Linked DNA regions of Sus scrofa: regions 1, 2, 3 and 4 are each linked to region 5. The links are chromatin contacts, called in public Hi-C maps. All regions are on one chromosome and are shown on one strand. The core of a region is the stretch at or near the end of the contact, and the rest is flanking DNA. Distances in the headings are between cores, read along the strand shown. Region 1 holds the start of BICRAL (GLTSCR1-like protein). Region 2 holds the start of HSP90AB1 (heat shock protein 90 alpha family class B member 1). Region 3 holds the start of MRPL14 (39S ribosomal protein L14, mitochondrial). Region 4 holds the start of CNPY3 (canopy FGF signaling regulator 3). Region 5 holds the start of XPO5 (exportin-5).

What was found. Hi-C and Micro-C count contacts between places; a contact is called where the count stands out from the background.
Region 1: a contact with region 5 is called in a Hi-C map of liver, with 4 times the contacts expected there. The contact joins the promoter of BICRAL here to the promoter of XPO5 in region 5. A contact is called at or near these places in 1 of 5 promoter capture datasets (liver) and 1 of 47 Hi-C or Micro-C datasets (liver).
Region 2: a contact with region 5 is called in a Hi-C map of liver, with 4 times the contacts expected there. The contact joins the promoter of HSP90AB1 here to the promoter of XPO5 in region 5. A contact is called at or near these places in 1 of 5 promoter capture datasets (fetal liver), 2 of 47 Hi-C or Micro-C datasets (liver and skeletal muscle) and 1 of 2 datasets of contacts at active chromatin or transcription factors (skeletal muscle).
Region 3: a contact with region 5 is called in a Hi-C map of liver, with 6 times the contacts expected there. The contact joins the promoter of MRPL14 here to the promoter of XPO5 in region 5. A contact is called at or near these places in 3 of 5 promoter capture datasets (fetal skeletal muscle, liver and skeletal muscle), 3 of 47 Hi-C or Micro-C datasets (heart right ventricle, liver and skeletal muscle) and 1 of 2 datasets of contacts at active chromatin or transcription factors (alveolar macrophages).
Region 4: a contact with region 5 is called in a Hi-C map of liver, with 11 times the contacts expected there. The contact joins the promoter of CNPY3 here to the promoter of XPO5 in region 5. A contact is called at or near these places in 2 of 47 Hi-C or Micro-C datasets (liver and skeletal muscle).

Annotation. Positions count from the first base shown.
Region 1 is chr7:37,850,500-37,854,052 of Sscrofa11.1, reverse strand. BICRAL (GLTSCR1-like protein) reads right to left here and starts at 1,900. Exons shown (of 13, transcript XM_021098729.1): 1 at 531-1,900.
Region 2 is chr7:39,242,496-39,246,418 of Sscrofa11.1, reverse strand. HSP90AB1 (heat shock protein 90 alpha family class B member 1) reads right to left here and starts at 2,645. Exons shown (of 12, transcript NM_001244433.1): 1 at 2,404-2,645; 2 at 878-1,024; 3 at 380-586; 4 at 119-278. The coding sequence starts at 1,024.
Region 3 is chr7:39,136,608-39,140,092 of Sscrofa11.1, reverse strand. It overlaps MRPL14 (39S ribosomal protein L14, mitochondrial), which reads left to right and starts at 1,757. Exons shown (of 3, transcript XM_001929561.5): 1 at 1,757-1,879. It overlaps TMEM63B (CSC1-like protein 2), which reads right to left and starts at 2,409. Exons shown (of 24, transcript XM_005666056.3): 1 at 2,135-2,409.
Region 4 is chr7:38,012,936-38,016,912 of Sscrofa11.1, reverse strand. It overlaps CNPY3 (canopy FGF signaling regulator 3), which reads right to left and starts at 2,119. Exons shown (of 6, transcript NM_001110428.1): 1 at 1,818-2,119. The coding sequence starts at 1,992.
Region 5 is chr7:38,567,547-38,571,008 of Sscrofa11.1, reverse strand. It overlaps XPO5 (exportin-5), which reads left to right and starts at 1,451. Exons shown (of 32, transcript XM_005666037.3): 1 at 1,451-1,740; 2 at 3,181-3,302. The coding sequence starts at 1,636. POLH (DNA polymerase eta) reads right to left here and starts at 1,798. Exons shown (of 11, transcript XM_003356630.4): 1 at 1,047-1,798.

The DNA.
Region 1 (3,553 bases), core at 651-3,150, 720 kb after region 5:
ACCCCCCTTCCCAGGCTCTCCCTCTCCCCGCTCCAGAAATTTGCATCCGCGGAAAAGGAAAAAAAAAAAAAAAAAAAAGGCGCCGGGCCCCCACCCCGCCGAAGCGCCCCCAGCCCGGCCCCGCCGCCCCCTGCCCGCCCGCGCCCCGCCCGAGACACTGAACTTGGTCTTCCCGGGGCCCGGGCATCGCTGGGAAAGACATAAACACTCGATTCCCCTTTTCTCCGTGTCCATTAAACATCCACCCACCACCACCATCACCCACCCACAAACCCACCCCCCCCAAAAAAAAAACACAGCCTTAGCCAATAGCTCTCTGGGCTGAAACCTAATATCCTGGTTTTGGCAACTCGGTGTTTAATTTGCTCCTCTTTCTTTTCTGTCTGTCTGGAGATAGATCTCCAGCCCCCCCTCCCTCGCTTTTCCCCTCCCCGAAGGAAAGAGGCAGAGGAAGGAGGTTGTGTGTGTTTTTTTTTTTTCTCCTTGAAATTTTTATCACAAAATTATAATACACTCAAAGGGAAACTCACCGTCATGAAAAAGCAGTGCCTTGTCAACGGGGTTTCTGCGCCATCGCACCAGGGGCGGCGGCGGCGGCGGCGGCGGCGGGCGCGGGGCGCGGGGCGCGGGCGCGGGAGCTCCCGGCCGAGCGGCGCCGGCCACACGCGCTCCGCTCTCTCTCTCGCTCACCCCCGCGCCGGGCGGCGGGCGCCCGCTCCCCGCGCCCGCCCGGCCTTCATGCTCTGCGCCCGGGCAAACCGCTCGCCTGCTCGTCTACCTCCAAACTTCGGTTCTCGCCTAGCAAAAAACGTGGAGATTAGGATTTTTTTAATTAAAAAAAAAATTTTTTTTTAAGAAAACCCAAGCTCCAGAGCTGTTAATTCCTGTTTCCTTTGGGATTCTTTTTAACTTCAAGAAATGTAGTGGTTTATTCAAGAAACAGGGTTTTTTGGCTTTTTTTTTTTTTTTTTTAAGATCTACAAGATGCGTGCTATTCTCCGCAGGCGCTCTGCGCGCACACACACACACACACACACAATCCAGTTTTAGCTGGGGGGAGGAGAGGCAGGAGGGGAATTTAAAAACAAAAAACACAGTATTTCTTTATAACTCTAATTAGAACAAGTCCCAGTAAATACTTTTTTGCATATGCTTAAATAAAAAACCCGAAAACATCACTTTTAGTTATTTGGCAAATAACTGATTTCATTCTAACTTTTAATTCTACTAAGATTTCTTTTGCAACACCCTCTTTCCATTCCAGAATGCTGTGAAACCTTATCTGTAAACCTGTATGTCAACATTGAAAGGTAGGAAAAAAAAAACCAAAAAACCAACTGTAGTGGCCAAGATGAAGGTGAGGAGCTAAGTCACTCTCAAAACGTGCAATTCCAACTGCTTTCTTTTTATGTAGATACTTTTATCCCACATTTGTGGAATCTTCATGATGTGATCCCCAGTCTTAAAAAGAGAGCTACCCAAAAATCCAGTGAAATAGAACAAGTTTAAAAAAGAGCAAGCTACCCAAACTTTTAACACTATTTAGTCAAGTATAATTACCACCCGTTTTTAATCTCAAATCTCAAATTGTTGAGATGTCTCCATTTAACCATCCAGCACCCACAGCATATAAATAAATGTGAATTATGACAATGTGGATTTTGGGTGGGTGCCTTTGTGGTCTAGGTTAATTACATTTACTTTTTTCCATAAATGCCCACAAAAATATGGTGGGGGTTTTGTTGTCTTTTAATTTAAGTAACCATCAAGGTAAAAGATCAATTGTACAAAAATGTGATTCGGATTTTTAAAAATACTTATGTAATCCCTAGAAATATCCTAAAATTTTAAATTATTTTGTACTACTGGAGTTCCCCTCATGGCGCAGCAGAAACGAATCCGACTAGGAACCACGAGGTTGCAGGTTCAATCCCTGGCCTCGCTCAGTGAGTGGGTTAAGGATCTGGCGTTGCCATGAGCTGTGGTGTAGGTCGAAGACTCAGCTAGGATCTGGTGTTGCTGTGGCTCTGGCATAAGCTAGCAGCTGTAGCTCCAATTGTACCCCTGGCCTGGGAACCTCCATATGCCATGGGTGTGGCCCTAAAAAGACAAAAAAAGACCAAAAAAAAAAATCCAAAAAAAAAAAATTTAGTTTGTATTACATATAGCAATGAAGTTCTACTGATAAACAGAAAGACTACCCCAGATAGTTGATGGGTTTAAAATAAAATTATCCCTAGATTTAAATTATTTAAGTGAAACTGTTCTCTCTCTCTCTGTTTTTTTTTGTTGTTGTTGTTGTTGTTGTTGTTTTTAGAACCGCAGCTGGGGCATAAGGAGGTTCCCAGGCTAGGGGTCAATCGGAATTATAGCTGCCAGCCTCTGCCACAGCCATAGCAATGCAGGAACCGATCGGTGTCTGTGACCTACACCACAGCTCATGGCAACGCCGGATCCTTAACCCACTGAGCAAGGCCAGGGATCGAACCTGTATTCTCATATTCTCATGGATGCTAGTCAGATTCGTTAACCACTGAGCCAAGACAGGAACTCCTAAGTGAAATTGTTTAGTTTCTAACATAATATCCCCTTAGCATTAAAAAGCATAATGGTATCACCCCTTGTTGCTTTTATAAGAATACTGTAACTGTGCTATTTTATTGCACAAAATAAATATGTCAAGGTTGGCATACAATGTTGTCATATTCAAGATAAAAGATCTTTTAAAAAAACAAACCATATCTTGTTCCAGTTACTGCCACTCTGTCATTAACCACTTGTGCTTTGTATTTAGACGCCTTAATAATACAGTCAGTGATTTAGTATCACATAGTATCATCGAGGTGTTTGCTCAGAACGTGTGTAGTGTCGGTCACATTCAGCCAAGGCCTTCCTGGAACAGTAGTCTTTGCATACATTAGCATATTTCTCTACACTTGACAGTTGGACCAAGCAGTTTTCTAATTGGCTTGGGAAATTTTTAAACATGTTTCAAAGTGCCTTTGGATTGGCTGGAGTTTTAATTATAATACACGTTTCAAAGAATTACATTTCAATAGATTCCATGGATTATTCATCACAATTAGGGCCCACCAAGCAAGTTTTACAGCTGTTGCTCCACAGCTCCAATGAAATATTAATAGATTTCAGAAAGCTTTTCTCCTAAGTAGGCCAAAACCCTTAAGAAAAACAAATCTGACCTTATTTTTTGCTTTTTAGGGCTGTACCCTCCACATATGGGGGTTCCCAGGCTAGGGGTTGAGTTGGAGCTACAGCTGCCAGCCAACACCACAGCAATGCAGGGTCCAAGCTGCATCTTTGACCTACACCACAGCTCACAACGCCTGGATCCTTAACCCACTAAGCGAGGCCAGGGATTGAACCTGCAACCTCATGGTTACTAGTTGGATTCATTTCCACTGCTCCACAACAGGAACTCCACAAACCTGACTTTAAAAGATCACCCAACAAAGCCGAATTTATACACTCCTGAAGAGTATAGGGCATTGTGAATTTTTTCCACAAGTGTCTAAATATAAGAGCACCGACATTT
Region 2 (3,923 bases), core at 1,396-3,895, 670 kb before region 5:
AAAAGAAAACTAAGTGCTGAACAACAAAGACCAATGTCTCACCATTAGAATGCTCAAGATCTTTACCACTGTTCCCTCAGAATTCTATCCCCGACACCCAACAGGAAAATCAGCCTACCATGGTCAGCACGAACTGTGAAGGAGCCCCCAGCAGAAGACTCCCAGGCATACTGTTCATCATCATTGTGCTTTGTGATCACAACCACTTTCTCTGCCACCAGGTAGGCAGAATAGAAGCCAACACCAAACTGTCCAATCATGGAGATGTCTGCACCAGCCTACCAAAAAGTTTTAAAAAGTCAAACACAAGTTTTGAAGAAACAGCAAACTAAACATCAATGAATATGAATGGTGCATGCCTAGCTGAAATACCACATACCTGAAGAGCCTCCATAAATGCTTTAGTACCAGACTTGGCAATGGTTCCCAAATTATTTATGAGATCAGCTTTGGTCATGCCAATGCCTGTGTCTACCAGAGTCAGGGTGCGCTCCTGGGGGTTGGGGATGATGTCAATTTTCAGCTCTTTACCACTGTCCAATTTGGAAGGGTCTGTCAGGCTCTCATAGCGAATCTTGTCCAAGGCCTGAAAATACAAATTGCAGTTTTACAATTCTGCTTCCACCTCATCCAATAGAAAAAGTTTTTTCCTACTCCCAGATAACCTCATTTCTGATAACCCCTTTCATTTGAAGCTTGAGACGTACATCCAGTTAGAGTACGCCATCTATCCACATAAAGCAAGGCAAAACCTTTTTAGAATTGAAGTTTATATTCCCTTCAAAAATAAAACCCACAAAATGCCCAATCACCCCTCTCCTTCTTTGAAGTACTCGAGAAACAAACAAATGCCAATGAAGACGCTCAGGGAACTCACATCAGAAGCATTACTGATCAACTCCCGAAGAAAAATCTCCTTGTTGGAATAAAAGGTATTGATGATGAGAGACATGAGCTGGGCGATTTCTGCCTGGAAGGCAAAAGTCTCCACTTCCTCCTCGCCATGGTGCACTTCCTCAGGCATCTAAAATAAGAGAGATGAAGAACTTTGGACTCAAGTTCACCCCAATTACAATAAAGACACTAAGAGGTTCAGTTCAAGTTGTTCTGAACCGAGTACTGAGATGCAAGACCTTTCCTTTAAAGACTTCAGGCTGCGCCCTCAGTCTGAGAATAAGAGGGGCGGGGGGGGGGGGGGCTGCTAATACAGCCCCCAAAATGCCTTAAGGTCTCTTAAGCATTTTGTTAGGATGTTAGGCGATCCATCCACGGATCAGCAGCCTCTCATCACCTGGTAATCTCTTAGGCATGCAGAGTACCTCGCCCAACCCCGGTTTCTTAAATGTGAATAAGCAGAAGACCTACATACATATTCAAATGTACAAATTAGTAACTACGGTTCTACCATTTCTGGTGGAGGGGAGGGAGCCCCCCCCCCAAACAGACCAGTTTTACCTTAAAGGGGCTATCATTTGAAACTGCTCTCCCTTCACCTCCAGGAAGATGTGAAATTGCTACCTCACGTGGTAAGGGAGGCTAACGCGAGAGAATCGTGGGATACCCACTTGGGATGCCATTAAGACAAAGAACCGATAAAGCAAAAGGCTCCACTCTGTCCCTGTAGCACACGTGACTGAGGTACAGGACCAAACCAAATACAACTAAGATGGTGGCGTAGTCCGCGGGGCCGACGCTCGTCGATGCCGGACATGCGTCGGCCAGGACCACGCGAGGAGGGGGCGCCACCGCGCAGCCTCCCTTCGCCTCAGCATCCGGGCACCAGGGCGGGGCGCCGAGTTCCAGAACCTTCCAGAACAATTCCAGCCAACGGGGAGAAAAGAGGACGACGAAGAAATGCTCCCATAAATTCTCAAGCCTGCCTCCTCCGCTACCCCTCCACCCTGACTGCAGGAATGAGCTCGAAGCAGGAAGCACGATGGGCCACTGGAGCTCCAAAGCATCCTTTGCCGCAAACCCTCACACTAAGGACTAGAAAAACTCCCTTCTATAAAAGAGATGGCAAAACCTACCCAGAACCATGCTGTGCTGAGTCACACCGGGCCCGCACACCCACCAACCTTGCCCACCCTCTGGCGCCCCGTAGTCGCGTCCGGAAGTAGAGGGGCAAACATGGCAGCGTCCCGGGCCGGCGCGGCTACCACGTGTAGCCGCCCAGTCCCCCAGCCCCACTCGCCCAGGCCTAACAGCCGCCTAGAAGGCCCGACACCAAGCATGGAAGGAAAAGCTAAACTCGAGAGCTCCCTTCCACCCACCCTCTAAAAAAATTGGGAGCGTTGTCCAGCAAACCGCCCCAGCACGACAAAAACTTGGGTCTCAGAAAGGACAGAATGGACGAAAGCAACCTGAAATTTAACCAGAAATGCCTTAAGAGTGCAACCTTACCTTAAAGGATAAGGATCACAAACACCACAAAGCTGAGCGGGGAAGGACTGCCTCCGGCTCTCACGCCAGAACAAGGCTGCGCGGGGGGTGACTCAAGAGAACGGCTGTGAGACCCCAGTCGCTTTATATAAGGCGAAGCACACCTTCGCTGCCCGCCCCCAGATCCCTCCGCCTTAAAGGAGGCTGTCTGTCAGCCCCGCACCTGCCGCTGCCCGCCCACCTTTACGTCATGGTCCAAAATAGGGGAGGGGGCGGTGAAGAGCAAGGGCGCGCATGTGTAGACTTTTTCTTAGTCCCATCTCCGCGTCCTGAAGACAGGACACCACCAGAGCTAGATGTTGGGTATACTCATAGGACAAATGCCGTGGCTCTAGGGAACAGAATCCCCGCTGACCTCAGTAAAAACCTGTAGAGCAGGTGCCTCCACACCAAAGAATCCCAGAGGAACACCTGAAAGGGGACCAACTACTCCCACCTATGCTCCCTCCCTGCTACAATCTTCCTTACACATTCCTACTGCCCAATAAGGGGAAAGGGTCCTTTCCGGGGACACTGGGGAATTTGAAGCCGAACTTTGGGCAGCCCGCGAACCCTGGCACTCCCAGGGGACAATGGGCAGTGCCAGCGTCTCGCTGCGGGGCGTGGCTTCCGCTGCTAGAAGGTCGCCGGCTCGGGTGTGGAGGGCACTCTTTGTCTGCAAGCGGCGGAAGGAGCGACAGTGGCGGTGCTGCGATCTTCCAGCAGTTTCCAGATCCGCCTCTACGGTCCTGTCCCGCCCCGCCCCGCCCTCTTCCCTTGGGGCTCCACCCCTTTTTCTGCGGACTGGGCTGTGCCTCTGCGGCGGCTCCGCCTCTCCAACGTTATGCTTGAATCTCCGGGAGAGGTGGGCAACTTCGATCCTATGTTGCTGGCGGGCAACTACACCCGGCACCCTCTTCGCCACCCGCCAGACCCAGCTCGCTCAGCATTGCGTCCAGGGTGGGGTGGAACAGGGATGATCCCCCCTTTCTCCCCCGTCAGTCACACAGCACACGGGTTATTGGGGCGGCTCTGCGAGAACCGCCTTCGGAGCCGAGACTGAGGGTGGCGTCGCTACCTGAGAAACCCTCCCCAGCCTCTGCAGCCGCCCACGCGTGTCGCACGCAGGGGCATGCACATACAATCTGGTTTCCTTTTCTTTTTACAAAAATTCTTTCCCCTCCTGCAACTGTCTAGGTCTGGGGAGGGGAGGATCTCCAGGGACCCCCGCTGGGTGGCGGGGGTTCTAGGAGGTGGCATGAAGACACCAGCGCCTTCATGCTGGCCAAAGGGCTGCTCGCTCCTGGCGGGCAGAACCAGGTTGTTCCCCTTCAGCTGCTGCGGCGCCGGAGCCCCCAAGCCAAGCGCCGGCCCAGCTGCCTCGCCTGGCCCTGCCGCTTTTGCTTGCCTTCGGGGCGGGTACGCTGTCCTCGCCTTTCCAAGGCCTCATCTCTGGAGCTCACCCGCCCCACAGCCCCTCCGGGAGAGAATGACCGCTCCCT
Region 3 (3,485 bases), core at 508-3,007, 570 kb before region 5:
ACTACCAGGCAGGGTGCCAGGCTCTCTACCTGTACTATCTAGTTTGATTAATCTTGTAAGGAGGTGGTAGTAAACATACTTTTTAATTGAAACAGACAGGTTAAGTAACTCGTCAAGGTCACACAGCTAAAGAATGGCAGAGCTGGAATTTGAACCCAGGTCTCCAGGACTGTTAAAATTGGAGGGAACTTGTAGGATGTCCAAAAGGGGGTTCTTAGCTACTCACAACCTGCCCTCTGCCTGGCCACGTCCCTACGCACCCACCCATAGGCCAAGACCCAGTTGGGTGAGCCAATAGCAGGCCCCAGCATGTGCCACCTGGGGCATGCCAGGGCCTAGACCCTCTGGTACCCTGGAGGAGGGACATGATGCTAGCACCCACCCCCCACGATGGAAGCCTGTCAGACACTGCCACTCCCCTCCTCACATGTTCCTGGGAGGCAGGACTGGGAACCCCTCCTCAGGAGGGGCTGGGCATAGCCTCACTCATCCCGGGCTGCTGCAGACCCAGGGAGAGGCTCCAGAGTGGTCCTAGGTACAGGAGTCCTGACCCTCCGGCTGGCCGAACGCCCCCCACCCGCCTCCTGGGAAGTGGAGCGCTGAGTGGCCAGACCTCCACCCAGAGGACCTAGGCAGGTGGCAGCACAGAGCCTCAAGGGCAGCCGGCCCCTCTGACCTCTCATCGCCACTTCCCAAGCGTCCTTCTCTTCTGGGGAACAAGGCGCCAAAGCTTTGGAACTGTCCTCTCTAGGTAGTCAAGAAGGCCAGGAGGGACAAAGCACACCCCCTCCCCCCAACAGGGCCTTTGCCCCACTCCGGTTCCGCGTCCGAATCTTTTCCCCACCGCACCCTCCAAGGCAGGCCCGGGCAGCTCATGAATGAACTGCACTGTGCGGGGCGCAAGGAGAGGACACGCTCCCGGGGCCAGTCGCCTCCCCAGTCCTCCAACCAGTCCCTAGTCGGGCTGGGGCAGCGGCCGGCCTCATGCCAGCACTCGCGAACCCTGCCTTTGCCGGAGCCCAAACCCCTACCCCGGGCCGACCTCGGGGGTACTCGGCCCCTGGAGCAGGAGAAAAGATAAAAGACACCGAGGGCATTGGACTTGGCGACAGTGGAATCCAAAACTCGGGGGCGGGGGCGGCAGATTCCCCACAGCGGCGGCGGGCTGATGGGGCGCAGCTGGAACCCCGGAGGGGCGCGGAGGGGACGCGCACCTGGACCGGGCAGGTGGGAGAAGAGAGGAGCTAGGGGGCCAGGGGAGAGGGGTCCCACCCCTCGGATCTCTCAAGGGGTGGGGACACAAGGCGGTGTACCTCTGGACCCCCTGTAGGGGGTGGAGGACTCATATTATTGCTTCAGGATGGTGCGGGGTTGGGGGCAGCGCCCGGCACCACTGGGTCCCGCGGGCCCGGGCACCTCTGGGTCCCGCAGGAGGCTGAAGGGAGGGGACGCGCAGCCGAGTCCGGGGTTTTTCTTTGGATGGTGGTGGGATCCTCAAAGAAAAGAGAGGGGGCCGGGGAAGGGTCGCGTACTCACCCCCAGGCGCAGACTCGGCTCCAGCTCCGAGCCCCGGGTTGGGGCGGGGCGGGGCTGGGGGAGGGGGAGGGGGAGTCGCTGGGCGGCTCGAGCTCCGGGCTCCTGCGGCGGCCGCGGCTGTGTCTGGGGGAGGGGGAGCGGGAGGAGGGAGGGGGAGGAGGAGGGGCGTGGCCACGAAGGTCCCACCCCCCACGCCAGCTCACGCAAGGCGCGCGCGCACTCTCAGATCGCCGCCCGCCCAGCTGGGTCCGATGCGCAGGCGCAGGACTACAGGCCGCGTGGGGGGGAAGGCGGCCCTGGGCCAGTGGGGCCTGCAGCGGGATATTCCAGGGCGGCGAAGGCGGTATGGAGTGGGGGGCGGGTAGGGGACGTCACGCTCCTAACTCTGCTGCTTCCCCTCTCTCTCTGCTCCCCGCAGTAGGGGAGGCGGACTCCCCTGGGTGGGTGAGGAAGGGGAGGATCTTGGGCCCTTTGGGGGCAGAGGGGCAGTGGGAGGGTCCCGACGGGGAGGGAGGCCTCTAACCCAGACCCTCCGCCCTCCCACTCCCCAAGGTCGCCCGGGCTCCCGTGGCCTCTGCGACCCCGCGCCCCCGCTTACCTACTTTCCCGAGGAAGGGGCGGGGTGCTGGCCGGCCACGCGAGGTGGCCTCGGTCGGTCACTCTGGCGCAGCTCCTCGGGTTTGTCTACTTCTCCCTTTCCTTTTCCAACCCGGGCCCTGAGATGACTTTGTGACTCGTTTGCTGGCACTTCTGTACTGTGGAGAATGAGTCCACCGCTTTCACTGTCATGCCGATGAGTGGCTCCCCCGGCCCCAGGGGGTTCCCAGGTTTCTCATTTCACCAGAGGCTGCATCTGCCAGGGATTAAGACTGGGAAGATGAGAGAGATGTGGGTGTGGGTGTGTCTGCGCGTGTGCATACTCCTGTATGTTACCCACAGGACAGATCACAAAGTCACACGGAGTACCAACTTGTTCGTTCAATTTTGGGTTCCTGGAAGGGTCTTATCCCTTCAGGCTTGAAGAGAGACAGTCTGGGACAGAAGAGAAATAGTGCTTTACACGATGGGCAGTAATTGAACTTTGCCACCCTAAGAGATTGAATGGACTGAATTGATAAAGGGTTTCACAAAAGAGCGACTTAGGCTGCTGGGGAAAAGTGGGAAGGTTGGGAGATGCTTCAGTCTGGGCTGCTGGACCGAGGAAGGGCACTGCCTACCTGGTGTGTCTGGTTCTTGTGGTTGGTCAGTGTCTTTGCTGTCTGCTGTTTTTTTTTTAAAAGAGTTCATTAGTAGCTTGTGGGATATAACTGTAAGGTTTTGATGCAGTTCAAACTGAATCCTCATTCAAACTGCATCCCGTTGGTTGATTGGAAGTCCATTTGGTGGATCGTGGCTATCATTTAAGAAATGGAGTTCCTGTCGTGGCGCAGTGGTTAACGAATCCGACTAGGAACCATGAGGTTGCGGGTTCGATCCCTGCCCTTGCTCAGTGGGTTAAGGATCCAGCATTGCCGTGAGCTGTGGTGTAGGTTGCAGACGTGGCTCGGATCCCGCATTGCTGTGACTCTGGCGTAGGCTGGTGGCTACAGCTCTGATTGGACCCCTAGCCTGGGAACCTCTATATGCCGCGGGAGCGGCCCAAGAAATGGCAAAAAGACAAAAAAAAAAAAAAAAGAAAAAAAGTGAAGAGTTCCTGTTGTGGCTCAGTAGAAACGAATCTGACTGGTATCAATGAGGACGCAATATTGATCCCTGGCCTCCCTCGTTAAGGGATTGGGCATTGTGGTGAGCTGTGGTGTAGGTCTCAGATGAGGCTTGGATCCTGTGTTGCTGTGGCTGTGGTGTAGGCTGGCAGCTGAAGCTTGAACTCCACCTCTAGCCTGGTTACCTCCATATACCTCGGGTGCACCCCTCCCCCCAAAAAAGAGACAGAAAAAGAAAAGAAGTGA
Region 4 (3,977 bases), core at 870-3,369, 550 kb after region 5:
TTCTGGGCCGGTCCTCCTTTCTCTTTGCCAAGGCCTCTTCCACTCAGGCTCCTGAGCCAGGAGGCAAGCTTTGTGGGCCAGACAGTCAGCATTTAATAACAAAGGTGAAACAGTGATAAATAAAGTAAATATACACTATTAAGATGAGCCTAAGGGTTGGAGTTTGCCAAGCCATCCTGTGACTTGAAAATCCCTTTTAAACGATTCTTTATCAATTACCTACAAAATCAGCTCAGACTACAATGATCTAAAGATCTTTGACGGAGTTTCCCTCGTGACTCAGCAGTTAATGAACCCGACTAGTATCCATGAGGATATGGGTTCAATCCTTGGCCCCTCTCAGTGGGTTAGGGATCTGGCATTGCCATGAGCTGTGGTATAGGTGGCAGATGAGGCTTGGCTCTGGCGTTGCTGTGGCTGTGGCGTAGTTGGGTGGCATCAGCTCTGATTGGACCCCTAGCCTGGCAACTTCCATATGCCGCAGGTGCAGCCCTAAAAATGACAAAAAAAAAAAAAAAAAAGATCTTTGCCAACTCTATGCTTCTATGAGTCTCCTAAGGAAAAGAAATGTGAGCTTCCTCTGCTATGTATGAAAATGAGAAGCAGTAAGAGCTCTGTGCTATCAGTATAAGATAGAAAATAAGAAGGGGAAGTGAAATCCCCAAAGACACTGGTTATAGCTACAGGAAGAGTGAAAGGAAGGCACCATAACCCTCTGACTGTCTATTTAAGGGAGTGAGGGAGAAAGTACAGGCTAGAACCCACACTGGGAAGACTACCAGTGAGCTCAGCTCATCTCTGAAGCATCTCACCTTTCATCTCTCCAATGAAAGCATTATGCCTTTCAAACCACCCCCATTCGAGTGCTTAGGGAACATCTGGCTGGCTGCAGGCTTTGAATTAAGATGCAAAACATTTACAGCCGACGTTCAGGGGTGCGGGGGCTGGAGTTGGTGGAGGGAGATGGAAGGAGTATCTGTAAAGGTCTGAGGAGTAAACTGAGAAATGGAGGGGTGGGGGGAAGGTAGACCCTTCACAGTCCTGGATTGTGTGCTGACGCTCTTTGCTGTCTCTCTCAAGTGCCACACCTTCACCCCTCTGTCTTTGGGAGTCATACTTTTTCCATATTCCTAAAATCTTCCTCCCTAAGTTCCCCCAGGCTTCAGACCCTCCTCCTTCCTGCACCTACACCCACAGTACCCCCACCCCTGTTTATTCATACTTATTCCAAATACATTTATTGGATGCCTACCAGGCACTGTGTGAACAGGTATCTGAGAGAGGTCCCTGCCCCGGCAGGAGCTGACAGCAAGTCGGGGAGACGGCCAATGACACAAAGCTTGCGATGAGGGCACAGAGGGGGCGTCTCAAGCTCTTTCCTCCCCAAGACTAGTCATACGGATCTTTTCAGTTCCTCAAACTTGTCCTTTGCTTGCAAGACCCTGCATCTGTGGTTTCCTGAGTGGGACCCTCTCTTCACTTCTCACCCGGCTAACTCCTAATCATTCGGGGCTTCCTGACGAAGCCTTTCCCCCCATTTCTAGTCTAGATTAGCTGCTCCTCACCCAGCCGCCAAAGTCCTGTGCCTCCTCCATCAGGGCATTTACTAACCCGATTATAACTGCTTGTTTTCACCGATTTCTGAGCTCCAGGTGCACCAAGATCTGATCTCTCGCCCGCCTCTCTGTCCCCAGAGCTCAGCACAGTGCCAGACACACATCAGGTTCTTGCACTGGAGACTCGCTCCAGAGCCCAGGACCTTCTCCGCAAGCCCCGCCCCCCCAGCTGGATACTCCCCGCGGGCCCCGCCCCCTCACCTTCGCATTTGCTTGGCAGTCGAACCCAGTCTGTCTCCTCTGCTCGGGCCTCCCTCGGGCCCAGCTCCGGGGCGGGCAGTAGCAGCAGCAGCAACAGTAGCAGGGGAAGAAGCAGAAGACAGCGGGGCCGAGGCCGGAGCCGAGGCCGGGACGTGGGCTCAGGTAATGGTTCCATGGCCCAGCCGGACCCGACCTGAGCGGACCGGGCTGCACCTCCTCCCGCTGCGCGCGCTGGGCAGCTTCCCGGAGCCGCTTCCGGGACTGCACACGTGCCTCGGCGTAACCAGGAAAACGGCGAGCACCCCCCTCCCCGCCCCCCCAGGCAGCTCCCTCCTCTGGCCGTCTCGGCCGGCCCCCAGAGCCGACCGGGGCCTGCGGTCTACGCAGCCAATGGACTTTTTGGGGTTTGTCTTCTAGCGAATGGGAGGACGATCTTTTTTCGACCTCCGCCAATGAAATAGCGGATAGTGTCCTCAGTGACCTATGGCAACATCTTTTCCCACCCCTTAACAGAGGCTCTGGGAGGGACAGGAGGACTAGGGCTGCGGGAGAGGGAAGAAGGCTCTGGTCCTGGAAGGTGTCTTCACTGCCTTCTCCGCCTCCTTGCGCGTCACTCCCCGCCCCACCACGGTTATAATGCAGCCAGCCCTTACTGAGCACCTGCTTTTTAATTTTGCTGTGGTAGTGGTAGTGGTGATGGTAATTGCCAGTCACTCTAGTAGATGCTGTGGATGAGACCAGGACGATTCAGTCCCCAGTCTTCAAGCAGCTTTCTTAGTGCCCAGTAACTCTAGATTTGTCCCAGGGAGAACTAGAACAAGTCACTCAGAGCCTCAGCTTTTGTCTGTGTTATGACACAGTGATCCTCCTAGCTGCTGTTCGAGCTTTGTTCTCTGGGAAGCTTGAACAGGTTAATAGAATTAAAGCTTATGGAGCAGATTGTAAAAAGTTTATGCATTGATTTTCTTTTTAGTGTATAACCTCTCCTGATTTTCTGCCCTATTATTTATTTCTTTGGATTCTGAGCTCCCAGAAGGACTAATGAACAGTTGTATTTCCCTTCCACCTCCCCTGCACCAGGACGCCTGGTACCGCAATTGCTCAATGAAACCCCCTTCTCCTGTGCCATCAAGAGCAGGACTCTGGGTCTTTGGGGCTGCTTCTGGCTGCCCCTGCTCAGTGTTCTATAACAGCCCAAATCTGCTTCTCTTGCAGGTTGTCTGCAAATTCCATTTTTGTCCATAAGCCCCTGTTCCCCAGCACTTCAAGTTTCCTTCCTGGAGGTTGGATATTTATGCTATTTTATAAAGACTTGAAAGGACTGGTACTCAGCCCATTGACTTGTTGTTTCCTGATTTTAGCTTCTTGCTCAAAACAGTTGTGTGGGTGATAAGGCCCTCTGGATAGGTAGGAGCTGTGATGTGTAGAATTCCACAATAGATCAGGACGCAGAGGATCAGGACACCCTCCTGAGGTCCTCCATCCTCTCTAGGCTTCCTAAGACTTAGGAAGGCTCAGAGTCTGGCCAGGAACCCTCCTGGGAAATAATGTTAAGCCATCCATAGTGGGCATTCCTGCTGAGTCTGGGGCAGGCCAGGATTAGGGGAATGGGGGCAACTTGGGGAGGAGCCCTGAAGGTAAGGGACACCTGCTTCCAGAATAAACAAACAGGACTCTGAGAAGATATTAATTGAGGCACAAATTAGTTTGGCAGGAGCCCTGGGCTCAGCATCTGGGCTAAGAGCCGGGAAGGCACAGTGGTTGGAGAAAGTCTGGGGTTTGGGTGGACATGCCCCTTCCCCACAGCCTAGCCCTTCCTCTGTCTGTGTTAGGGAAGGAGCAGGCCCTGTGGGGATGGTGGACAGATTCATCCCAAGAAGAAGTGCCCTCTCTCTCCTTGAAGAACCCAAAAAAAGGGCCGGAGAATCTCCTTACAAGCTGATGAGAGATCAGCAGTGGAAGATAACGGGAGGGTTTTCATGGACCAGCAGCTACGAGGGCACTGAGGCTCGGGGAAGCTGGGAGTGTCAGTGATATCATGTGTGTGTGCATTGGGGGGGGCATTAGGACATCGTTCCCAACTGCCGCCATGAGGAGAGGAAGACTAAAGTAGGGCCGTTAATTCAAAAACTGTCCTATGCTGCCCAGGGGGCATCTGGA
Region 5 (3,462 bases), core at 202-2,701:
CTCCAATATACAGTCGATTAGGAACCACTGACCTAAAACAAATGAGATACTTATAGAAACACCAGTAATTCATTATTTAAATATGAAAAACACAGGTTATACAGTTGAGTAAGCACTCAACTGTATTCTTGTTTAAAAAGTTTCAAAAATTAACATTCACCTTGAAAACAGTGTTATGCAACAACAAAGCTAGAAAAATGACGAATTAAAAAAATCAGAGTTGTCAAGGCATTATTAATTCCTCACAAATTCCACCCACCTAAGACAGGCAGAATGTGATACTTTAAACACTTATAAGTGTTTATATAACACTTGTTATATAAGTGTTTATATAAGCTAAAACCATGCCAGCAATCACTTTATCTGGAAGCGCTTTTTTTGTAGTACTGGAACAGATAACGCCAGACTAAAAATAGTACTTCATTGTTTCACACACTCACCGCCCCCCCCCAGATAGTACCATATTAGATACAAATACTAGCAGTGGAGTACGAATTAGGAGCAGTGACTTAAGCCCAGCAAACATTTCCTAAACGCAGAAACACCAAAACGGATATTCAGATTTTAACTGTTTTAATTTTCAGTTTACGTATTTTGCTTGAAAAAGTAAGAGTTGTGTAAAGATAAAAAGTGAAACGCACTTTCTGCCAAAACCCTCCTTTGGGAATAAGGATTACACTACTTTGAAATCTTGGCACTTCGAATTATCAAAAGTGTACAAACCTTCAGTATTTGCAAGTATTCATCTTTAAAAATCTCAATTTATCCCAATTTGCACAAAACAAGTTTGATGCCGATCAGACGATACATCCGAGGAAAATAAGAACAGGTGAAGAGGAAGGTTCAAGAGCTACCTTTTTTTTCCCCCCATAAAAATCCTCTTAAGAGGCAATAAATACCAAGGCCTTTTCTCAATGAGCAAGTATTTCTATTTCATGAAATTTCGGCCGCATGCTGTCACCAGTCACTGCTACATTATACAACCAATAGCCAAGACAACACGAAAAGGCTAAAAACAGAAATCGAACGGTTCTAAATTCTCTTACCAATGTGACACCTGGCAAAACCGCCACCCGCGGATGCGGCCGATGCTGGGCTCGATGTCCACTGGAAGGAAGATGAAGGGGTCTTGAATATCGGTCCTCTTTCCGGCAGCGGATCAGTCGTTTTCGAGAGAGTTATTGCCGGTAAAGACCAAGGAAAGGACCAAGGGCTGCAGACGATCCTCGCCTGGGGCAACAGTCCGCACTGCCGGGCGTGTTCAGCCTGAGCCAGCGCGATCTGCCCACAGCCCCTCCCGTCAGCGATCAGACAGCGCGCGCGCCGCCGAGGGCCGTTGACGCGCCTGCGCACCGCGGTCCTTACGTCTTCCGCTCCGCCCACCGAGTTGCAACCGTCACAAGGGAGCCGCCACTTCCGCGGGCGCATGCGCAGTGGTGGGTTGGGCGCGTGCGCAGCGCCGGCTTCTTCCCGGCTGGATCTTCTGCTGCTCACGCTCCTCCTCCAGCTCCCCACCGCCCCCCCACCCCAGCCCGCCGCGGCCCGGTACCAGCTTGTGAGCCCGCCCAGGGAGCGGTCCTTGCCTCGTGCTCCCGGGACGGCCGTGGTGCGTGCTCGCGGCGCGTGGCACTAACCATGGCGATGGATCAAGTGAACGCGCTGTGCGAGGAGCTGGTGAAAGCGGTGACGGTCATGATGGACCCCAGCTCGACTCAGCGCTACAGGCTAGAAGCCCTGAAGGTAGTTGGGGTCTGGCGCCCTGGGCCTGCCCCGAGACCCTCCCCCAGCTCCAGCCGTCCTGGCGCAGCCAATAACTCCGGCCGCCTCCCGCCCACGCGGCCCTTGGACCTCCGTCCCCCCCACCCCGGGGGGCCTTCCCCTCGCCGCTCTCCGCGCCTCTTCCCACTCCCCGCCTTCTCTACTTGCCGCGCCTGCCCTTCTCTCGGGACACTCTCTGATCCATAGCTGCCTGTGACCGCCTCTTCTCGCCACCACTTCCCACTGCTTTCTCCTCCCCCTCTCCCCACTTCTTTTCACTCTTGGCCGCGCCACGACCCCCTCCGCAGCCGACTGCACTCACTTTATTTTCCCAAACCCACATCCCCAAAATCCCCTCGTCTTCTCGTAGCGCACGTGTCCAACCGGTCGCCAACCCCAGCTACATTCTTTATGGTCTCCCCTGAACTAAACATTTCTCTGCTGACTCAGTCTCCCGACCCACTCTAACCGAACTCAAGCCCTTCTTGTGACTCTTTACTTACATCCTTAGACTTCTCCCTAACCCTCTTCTGTGTCTTGGGTATTTCTGGGCTAGTTCTCACACCACCACCCCCCACCAGGTCTCTTATTGTGTGATACTCTTGGGCTATTTTGGGCAAAGATGAACTTCCACCACTTACTTTGCATTTTAGCAAGGGCCCTTTGGTTTCCTAAAAGTAGTTTGCTTGACTGCCGCGTGCTCTGCTATGGGGACTGACTCTTGTATAATTTGGTAATGCTAATACAATTCGAGCTTATTCTCCCATCAAACAATGTATGTGGGTTTTCTCCACTAGGAGAAAATAATTGTGCTCTGTGTATTTTAAGAGATGTAACTTCATAGAGTCAGCCTTATTAGAAGGAAACTACGATATATAGATGTATGCCACAGGATTTGGAATCAGAAACATTTGGGTTCTATTGTAACTTCATAGAGTCAGCCTCATTAGAGGGAAACTACGATATATAGATGTGTGCCACAGGATTTGGAATCAGAAACATTTGGGTTCTATTAGGTTTGTTTTTCTACACAAAAGTAGCATAGGACAATAATCATTTATATACCTCACCTAAACTTAGCAGTTGTGAAGATTGTACCACATTTGTTTTATCCCTTCCCTCACCAAAGGATTTTAAAAGTGAATCCTAGAAATTGTTTTCATTTCACCCCTATGTACTTCAAGGGAATGTGTCTAAAATAATTTTTTACTCATTTAGGTCATTTTTCCCCCCAACATTAGTTGGCCATGGCATGGGAAATCGAACTATCAAAGGAGTGTTTATCAGTTCTTTATTCATATAATATTGACGTAGATTTTGCAACTTAAAAATATAGCACAGATTGGAGTTTTAAGATGAAGGTTTTTTTTAGTCCCCCTCACTTTGGCTTCTAAGGGAAACACTGATTTTTCTTCTTTTCAGTTTTGTGAGGAGTTTAAAGAAAAGTGCCCTATCTGTGTCCCCTGTGGCTTGCGTTTGGCTGAAAAAACACAAATTGCCATCGTCAGACATTTTGGCCTTCAGATCTTGGAACATGTTGTCAAGTAAGGAGCTTTTGGAGCTTACCACCAAAGTGTGTGAGAAAGCAAATCTTTTATTTCTTGGGTAACTCAGAAGTACTCTTTAGGTGAATAGAAAAGAGCAATCCCCAGGGAGAAAGGAATAATCCCTGAGAGGTTATCACAGCCTCAGGGAGCTCTCATC